Linked DNA regions of Mus musculus: region 1 is linked to region 2. The links are chromatin contacts, called in public HiChIP or PLAC-seq maps. All regions are on one chromosome and are shown on one strand. The core of a region is the stretch at or near the end of the contact, and the rest is flanking DNA. Distances in the headings are between cores, read along the strand shown.

What was found. HiChIP or PLAC-seq counts read pairs in DNA pulled down with a chosen protein or histone mark.
Region 1: a contact with region 2 is called in an H3K27ac HiChIP or PLAC-seq map of microglia, with 7 times the contacts expected there. The contact joins two enhancer-like sites. A contact is called at or near these places in 4 of 484 Hi-C or Micro-C datasets (liver and mammary gland), 4 of 115 datasets of contacts at active chromatin or transcription factors (bone marrow-derived macrophages, embryonic stem cells, kidney and 1 more) and 3 of 9 other capture datasets (adipose tissue, liver and pancreatic islet).

The regions. Positions count from the first base shown.
Region 1 is chr8:46,495,782-46,500,573 of GRCm38.p6, reverse strand. All of the region lies in intron 2 of Acsl1 (acyl-CoA synthetase long-chain family member 1), which reads right to left. Among named protein-coding and RNA genes, the nearest start is that of Gm31050, 27 kb to the right of the region's middle. Within about 2 kb of position 3,428, at least 71 of the 459 cell types and tissues checked have an H3K27ac peak or open chromatin away from gene starts, as enhancers often do. A contact at or near this core is called in bone marrow-derived macrophages and microglia, where this site is marked.
Region 2 is chr8:46,394,204-46,398,922 of GRCm38.p6, reverse strand. No RefSeq gene overlaps it. Among named protein-coding and RNA genes, the nearest start is that of Gm30931, 33 kb to the right of the region's middle. Within about 2 kb of position 3,357, at least 42 of the 459 cell types and tissues checked have an H3K27ac peak or open chromatin away from gene starts, as enhancers often do. A contact at or near this core is called in bone marrow-derived macrophages and microglia, where this site is marked.

The DNA.
Region 1 (4,792 bases), core at 2,179-4,678, 100 kb before region 2:
CTAACCTACCCTGATATGTCTCTGAGGATTTCTTATTAGTAGAAATTCTCCAGCTTTGCAATTCGGCCTCACTCATCTCAATCTATAAAATGGGTATTTATCTACAGGACCATTAAATAAAGAGCAACTTAGGGAGAGAGGGAAACCAGAGGGAAGAGAGAAAAGGAGAAGGAAGGATGGGGGAGCTAAGTAACTTCTCAGAAAACTCAGAAGAAGGCTTGGATTTTAATGCTCAATCCATCCCATGAGAATGGCAGTGAACGGGAACACAGTCCTGGCTGCGTAGGGTTGCACCTCTGCTCCCTTCCCTGGGGTCCAATCCTCCCAACATTACACCTGACATTTGCCACTTGACACGTGGCTTCCCTGTTCAATCCACCAACATGTACGTCTTTTTAGGATCAAACTGATTTTCAGCAACACCAGGTCCTGACACTCATGAGGTCTCTTAAGGCCAGTCTGTGGGAGGAACCCCACACTCCAGTGGCCTCTGACCGATCGTGGACAAAGTATTTCAACAATATGCCTAAACTGTCTCTCCAGGTGAGGGACAGAGGCTGCAGGGCCAGGGTCAGTGGTCACGCTTACTGTTTAACTAGAAAACAACCCATGCAGGTCAGAAGTGACACCCACGGTCAGTGCTAGATTCCCATTAGCTGAGAAAGTACGTAGTATGGATGGAGCCTCTCACAGGCCGCCTCCTCTCAGGAAGGATAGGCTTGCTGATGCCCCCTCTCCCTTCTCCCTTCCTGTTCACAAGGCAGTGAAGCAGAGCATCAGATCCAGCCAGCCTGGGGTAGGGCTCTGCGGGCAGGCTCCTCCAGACTTGGCCACACGGTTCCCTTTATGCTTGAGCAGACAGGGACCAGACAAACACCACCCTCTAGTCCTCAAAAGCCCTGGGTGCTTTTCAGACCTCGTTAATTCTCTACTGGCTAATTTCCTGTGCAGCCCGCTATCCCAGTCAGAGGATCCGATTAGGAGAAACTGGGGGTGGAGCCAGCACAAGCACAAGTATCACCAGAAGAGAACTCAGCACACACCGCTCTGGCGAAAGAACTCGGTCTAGCCACGCAGAGCACACAAGGCGCTCGGCTTCACCCTGCCTGGCCAAACGGGACCACAGCGTCAAGTCCCACCCCACGTGACTCCACTACTCAGATGTTGGTGCACACTAGGAGTTTTCGTCAGGAAGCACAGAATGGTGACAACTGTCACTTTTTCATTTGGCACCTGTTAGCCTCGCTGGTGTGTGTGTGTGTGGGGGGGGGGAGCGCTATTTTAAAACTTAAATAGTATAGAAATTATTTTCTGCCACTTCAATGTACATATGTTTCTTGTCTAATGAAACCTATAGCAGGTGGCATACAAAAATCACATGGTTTCAGACACAGCTTATCATGTTCCCATGCAAGTCACTCTCACTTTTCTTGGTTATGGAGAACTCAGCAACATTCATTGCCATATGTAGGGATGAATACATACATATAATATGTACATACACATGTATATATTTTATATACATTGTTATTTTGGGTTTATTTATTTTTATGTGTACGAGTGTATCTACATATGGCTGTGAGCCACCATATGGTTGCTGGGAACTGAAACTCAGACCTCTGTAGGAACAGCAAGCACTCCTAACCACTGGGCCATCTTCCCAGGCCCAACTTGAAAGAAAGGGTTTTTTGTTTGTTTGTTTGTTTGTTTGTTTTTTAACACTAATAATCAACTGCTTTCAGACTGGAGAGATGGCTCAGCAGTTAAGAGCACTGACTGCTCTTCTGAAGGTCCTGAGTTCAAATCCCAGCAACCACACGGTGGCTCACAACCATCTGTAATGAGATCTGATGGCCTCTTCTGGGGTGTCTGAAGATAGCTACAGTGTACTTACATATAATAAATAAATCTTAAAAAAAATAAACTCAACTGCTTTCTTTCCCAATCCCTCTGCAGCCCAGCACTGTGTGAAGGTCAGGAGATCTGTCCTGAGTCCCAGGCATCCCCACAGAACCCCAGCCCACTGCCACTGCCCATTACCAGCCGGACCCTTCCTCCTCCCTCCTAAGTCAAAGCCCCAGGCGTCTGCTGCGTGTACTCTGAAGTCAGCAGACTGCTCGAACAAACACCTAGCCTCAGGCTCTCATACCCTCAGTAGGGTGGGTATGAGAAGACAGTATTCAGAAAGGTTCTCATAATTTATTAAGAAGCCTGCTAAGTTTTGAAAGGTGCTAAAGCTACCTAAAGGTATGAAAATAGTGATGTCTACATGCTTGCAGAAGCACCTCTGCGATCAGAGCACCCTGAGCACTTCCTCTCCCTCCTATCCCACCTGGCTCATGAAGACTGCCTGCTGTAGACACTACCAGATGCCAAAACACCCTTCAGGAAAATGTGGTCACAAATTCTCTGGGTAGGTGTGAGGGCAAACCTTAGCTCGTCTTTATTTCACCACTTACACAATTATTTTGCGATCAAGACAGGGGAAAACAGGCCATGGGAAACTCTGAGAAGGACCCCACAGTGACAAATGGTAAGCCAATGAAAGTGGTGACCTGAGAAGAGGGCTCGCAGACAATGACAGAGAGAAAACCAGAGTCTCATCGTACCAAGGGGTTCTTCTGAAACCTCGTGTCCTCCTGAGACCTCCAGCCTGTACATATCCACTAACTGCTCTCTGTCCCAACACTCCATAGAGGTGAGAATTAGTTTACATCTACAAACGACTGCCGGGCAGTATTTATTATGTCATATTTATAAATAGCTGCAGAAATAACCACATGCTGCCGTGGTTCCTAATACCGCTCCATTTCGCTCAGTACACAACTGCTACTTCCCCTTCAGTTAAAAATCACTTGTCCTCATCTTACAACTAAGTGGCTCTGACATTTCTGCAGACCTTCAGGCTTGCGTCGGAGATAGCCAGAGACACCAAGACCCAACCCCCATCTCCTTCCACAACACCTTCCACTCATGGTTGAGCCTGGCCGTCTGCCTCTCATCACTGTTGAATGCTGTCCTCCTCGGCCAGGGCTCCCTGGCTCAGAGCTTGTCACTGGCTTCCTGGTTCAGACGGGCATGGCCAGTCTTTGGGATCTTGCCTCGTTACCTGCACAGGTCTGGACTTGTGTTATTGCTGCAAGTGTGGTGTAAGTATGTTTTCATAAAAATGTACAAGTCCATGACCTGCTCTCTTGTGCTGAAGAAAGTGCTGGTGCAGTTTGTAAGTGGGCTGTTCCATGTATACATGGGGGAAGACGGAGTATGGGAAAGAGTGCTCCCACCAACCACATGGAGAAATCTCACCGAGTAACATGTTCCACGGAATTGTCTAAATACGGACCAGGTCGGCTGCTCCTTGTTGCAGTGTGTACAGGAGCACCTACTTTAACAATGGCACTTGACCTCTGTCACAGACAGAACACCCTGCACACTTCCTCTCACTGGACGGAGGCTTCACACTGATAGAAGCTAGTCCTGCCCCGGTACTGTGTACATGTGGCAGAAGCTTAAGTACTTGTTGGATGAATGCAAGTTTGACAACTGGATTCAGTGGGTGGAGTGGGGACTGCAGGAAAAGCCACACCCTCTGCATGAGACTTTCTGGAACATACGATTAGCATGCAAAGAAGAGTCATTAGCCACACACAGCCCAAGGTATGAATGTCTAAGTTTTGATCTATCATGTATGAGGGTGATCAGCTAGCATGCACCCCAAATTTCATATCATTTACTGTGGAGCTAAGTCATCCAACCTGAGTTATATATACCCAAGGAGCCGGCTCTGCTATTAGCAGCTTTGAATCCAAACCTGAACCACCACCTAGTAGCAAACTTAGACACTGAGTCTGCTGTGGCCTGTGGTTTGGTCACCAGAAGCAAATTCTACTTAAAGTTCCGATAGTCTAAAGACCTATAAGCATAAAATTTTATTTGTTCCAATTTATACATTTTAATAACTGGAGAAAAAACAAACCCGAGTTTCCCCTGAAGTGCTTTATGGCTGGTGGTAGTCCCAGGCTGCCTAGCCTAACTTGACAGGCAATGCACTCAGCACTAGCCAACCTCTCTTCTTCCACGGCTCTCTGCAGTGACTCAGGGGTTCCCACAGAGTCCTCATTGGCACTCTGCAGCAGATTTTGTCCCCAATCCTTTGAGCCTCACTGGTGGGCCAACTTTCCCTCCAGCCATATGTGTCCAGTCTGGGTTGAGGGTAGGTTCAGGACAGACAGAAGCACTGGTGTTTCACAACTCTGTGCCTTCCTCAGCTCACCTACACACACACACACACACACACACACACACACACACAGCCTCTGGATTCTGAAGTTTCTCAATCTGCATCCTCAGAATCTAGCCACCGTTTATCTTTCTTTGCTTCTTTTTGCTTTGACCAGATCTTGCTACAATTTGTAGCCCAGGCTGCCCTCAGACTTGTGATTCTCCTATCTCAGCCTCTTGAGTGCTAAATGCACAGGTCTAGCCTATTCATTTTCAGAAGAACTTCCAGCTGAGTCCCAAGGCTCCAGGCACTGACCCTTCTGATCCACCTGGAGCCACCCAACCTTCCTCTCCATAGCAACCCACTCTCCTCCCCAGGGCTTAACACAACCAGCCAACACTGAACACCACAGGCCAGGCCGACAGATAGCTTCTGAGCAGGGCTTGACAGGGACGATATTTATGGTTTTTCAGTTATAAAATGTGGAGGTCTCTATCTTCCAGGTCCTTCTTGTCAAGTCCAGAGGAAACTCCATGTCTTCAAACTGACTGTCAACATTCCTCAGGAACT
Region 2 (4,719 bases), core at 2,108-4,607:
TGTCTGTCTGTCTATCTATCCATCTATCTATCTGTCTGTCTGTCTATCTATCTATCTATCCATCCAGTGTGTGTTGGAGGAGGGGAGCTGCTTCTTTCCTTCCACCATGTGGGTCAGGTCATCAGGCTCTGTGGCAGATGCCTTTACCCACTGGGCCATCTTGCCCACTCTGAACTGTCCCTTTCTAAAAGGTTTATTTGTTTTAAGCATATGAATGCTTTGTCTGCACATAGGTATATATGCGTGTACTGTGGGGGAGGGGAACAATGGAGGTCAGAAGGCCGCACTGGATCTGCTCAGAGTCGAGCTTCTGGTGACTATGAATCACCCTGTGGGGGCTGGGAACCCACCTAAGATCTCAGCAAGAACAGCTAGCGCTCTTAACCCTGTGAGCATCTTCCCCGCCCCTGGGCTGTCCTGTTTGAGCTTGCAGTTTTTCTGCTAAGTTAACTGCCCCGTAGATGGAAAATGAGCCTTCCTTTCTGACGCTTCTCAGTCATTACATAGACATGCATAGGACGGTTCCAAAATTACTAATTTATAAAAGCTTAGCCGATTCTGTCACAGGATTAGAAAGATGCTAAATTATTAAGAGTAATCATTTTTCAAACATCTCTGTACAAAAACTGCTCATGAAAATCTCTGCCCTGGCTTAGGACACTCTTTATTCCCAAGGCCTGAAGTGGATTGCCACCACATGGTGGGTACAGCCACAAGATGAGGGACTAAGTGTGGAACAAGTGTCACCCACTCTGAAACAAGTCATCCAATTTGGAAGACGTTCCACTATTCTAAATGATGTTCTTTCAGGTGCACTACCTTAGCGTTTTAAAGAGCATCCTTTAAAAGAATCATAATTTAAATGAGAATGAAATATCAACCTATCACTCAAATGTTCTCCAAGGCTTTAGAATGAAATCAGGAGGCACCGACAGGCTGAGGCTGCCAAGTGAGGAATAGTTTCTGAAAGATGAACATTTCGTGTTGAATATGTTGAATAAAAATACATTTTGAATATGCTTGAATAGAAAGCAATCTGGGATGCGTTGAATAGAAGATGCATTCTAATTACTATAATGCACCAATTCAAGGATACCGCTGGAAATGGCTCAATTTCGGAATCAATAGTTCTGATTGCTGCACGTTTGAAAGGATCTCAGAGTCTTTCTGCCTTGAAAGCTTGGCTACAGTCATCCTTTGAGGTTTATTCTAAGAAGCCAGGGGTGGGGAACAGAGGCACTCTGCAAGGGTAAAGATTTTTTTTGTGTGTGAAATTCCTGGGGGATCTGGGATTTAATCCTACTATGTTGAGCTTGATGCATAGATTCTATGGTATTGTCAATAGCTAAAAGTAACTGACAATATTTGCCTAAAAGAAAGGAGCCTGGTATGAAAGTTCCATAGTTGTTTGCCAAGGGCTACATCAGATCCTTTCCCGGGTATGTTTGGATAAGGGGATAGTGGGGTTGCTTAGTGGAAGACAAAGCATATTTTTGTTCTGAATGAGCACTTAGAATATCTGACTTTAAAACAGAGACAGAATTCCTTCTCTGCTTGAATTAGCACACCGACCAGTAAATCAACAAATATTTATTGAGATCCTGCAATGGAACCTTGGACTTCCTTGTTTGATAACTCTTGGCAGGTTTTCTAGTGTCCTGGTAAAGAAAATATTTCTTCTACCAAATCACGTTAAAAATGTGTTTATTTTTCCATCTCATATTTATACTTACTAAAGGAGTTTTCCTGTGATCTTTCTTCCTCCCATGGAAGTGCACTATCCATTTTGTGCTCTACATTTAGTTAAAACAAATCAAAACATAGATTTTGATCACATTATCACCTTAGCCCTTGAGTGGGGGCAAGCATACAGATGTACAGTTGAATGCTATTTAACTGCTGGTCCACAGTGTGCCCTTGGGAACTGCAGTTGAAGGACACAGTAGAGGTGGTAGAGCTGGATCAGGAAACATTGAGCCTCTTCCTAACCTATTTCCCTGTCCTATATTTATTTTCATGGCATCCCAGGATTGCAGTGGCAAATATCTCTCAGTGAAATTCTAAGAGTATTTCAGACACATCCATTGTAAATTTTCCTTAGATTGCTACTCACTAAGACTACATTAGATCTCAACTTCTTTAACAGCAAAACTTACCAATTGCAAGAAGGATATCACATACTTTCCCTCATATGCAGTATCTAGATGTGTACCATAGACATGAAAGCAGGTGTAAGGTTATGGGGACAATTGGGTTAAGGAGGGGGGACAAGAGAAGGTAAGAGGAGGTGGACATGAACAAAGTACTATGATACACATGTATGAAATGCCATTATGAACCTACTATTTTATATGCTAACTTAAAAACATTCATTATTAAAACCTGATGAGAGGGGCTGGAGAAATGGCTCAACAGTTAAGAGCACTGATTGTTCTTCCAGCACTGGGTTCAATTCCCAGCAACCACATGGTGGCTCACAACCATGTACAATGAGATCTGATGCCCTCTTCTGGTGTGTCTGAAGACAACGACAGTGTACTTACATAAATAAAATAAATAAATCTTAAAAAAAAAAAAGAAACTGAGGAGAGCTGGAGATGTAGCTCAGTGGACAAGTGCTTGCTAGTGTGGGCAAAACCTTGAGTTTGATCCTAGCACTGCAAAAATAATTTTTCAATGACTCCCATATTGAGGGAGTTCCACAGATACGACCAAGTAGATATTTGGAAAAAATTGTACATCTACCAAATATACAGGTATTTTCTTGTCCTTATTCTCTGAATAATAGTATGCAATGATTGTTTACAATAGCATGTAATGCACTATGAGATTGTATGTGTGTTATATTAGATATAATATATTATTTATATTATACATAATCTTGAGGTTATGTGGCATGTCCAGAAGGATGCTCCCAGATCATACACAGGTACTACACTATTTTATATGAAGGACATAGCATCTTAGAGAAGCCTGGAAAATAACCTTCATGAAAGCAAGAACAGTAATAATAAAAGCAGACCCAGATTCATCCTATTTGAGAAGTATTCCATGACTCCTTCTTTACCAAAGGCTTGCTTATGCATGTCTCTATGCTGGAAATCCGTCTGGGGGAAGATGCTTTTGAAATGGATATGTCCATGGGGAAGTTGCATCTAATCAAAGCAGAGAAGACTGTGGGAGCTAAAGGAACCTTGAGTGAATGTGTAGAGAGTGGATAAAGTCCTGAGTGAATGTGTATTGTTGACATGGGGACAGTGAAGTCAAGAACCCTAATTCTTCAGACCCATGGGAGAGGTAAGACACTTCCACTTTGAGTGTTTACAAATGACTGATCAGTGTGAGGAAAAAAAAAACACCCCAAACCCAAAACTAGGAACTGGTACTTCCTCTTCCTGGGTATTTACAGACTGCTGGTCTACAGAGATCTGCAGAGACCTACAGAAAGTGATGAACATTTCTGCCATCCCCACCCCTACCCTTGTGCTGTACATAGTGAACACACTGGGGTTCTGAGTCTTTAAATTGTTGGTGCCATTGTATCAGACTAAACACAGCCCACCTAATCACGGCTTTTCTGTCTCTGTGTCTGTGTGTCTTTCTTCATCCCCTCATCCCTTTGGTCAGGTTTCCAGACCCAAGCCTTACAAGTCTTGGCTGAACAGCCAAAAAATATAGAAACAATAGCAGCCAATATGTGTTATAATAAGCTCTCGCCCTAATGTGTATTAGTCAACGTGAGTTCACTCTAAAATACACAAAGTCCAAACTGTGTATGTTGGCTCCTGAAGGATGGGTAGTCCCTGCCAGGCAGGTGGCGAGTCGGGTCCCAGGTTGTCAACCATTTAGCTTCCATCCCCACCAGTCAGTTTCCTAGGCTACTGTGATTTTCCCAGAGTAAGCTGCTGCCTCTGTTGCAACAGTGGAAAATTTCACATGGTTCTCTCAGCTAGAACTTAGTCATATCAGCCATACCTAACTTCAAAGGAGGAGGCGGTGTTCTGGATGCAAAGGGGACAGGGATGTCAGCGCAGCAGTAGGAAGAGCATGCTGTTTGATCCCCGGAGGCATAGACACAAACAAAACATCAAAGAGTGACAGGATATTGAAAATAAACCAATCTGGTGCTCCTCAGTAAAAAGAAAACTGCTAAGGCTGGAGAGATGGCTCAGCAGTTAAGAGCACTGTCTGCTCTTCCAGAGGACCAGGGTTCTAGTCTCAGCACCCACATACCTGCTCACTACAATCTGTAACTTCAGTTCTAGGGCATCTGACCCCCTATCATGGCCTTCACCTACACCAAGGCATGCATGTGATGCACAGACTATGCACAGGAGGAACCCCCATGCATATAAAATTATAAGAAATGTTTTAAGAGAAAACCTTGAGTGCTCTAACATTCTTTTCTAGTGGCTCGGGCCCCTAGGGACCTCTCCTGAAGATCATTCTTGGTAAAAGGAAAGATCTGCGTAAAGGCTAAGGGACAGCGAACCTGAGTGCACAGTTGCTCCTGAAATGAGAGGTTCGTGTAGAAAAGTGAGGTGAGGGTTGGAAATATCATTAGCCTTGGGTTGTGGGGTAGTATTGAGTACCAGACCGAAGAGCCTTACCAACACTTTAGGTCAAGACCAAAGACTCTCCCTTTAGAGTTAAAATTGAGCAAAATCTTTTCAATACCAGACCTGCCTTTGTTGTCCTCTGGACATTATTCTAATTTGT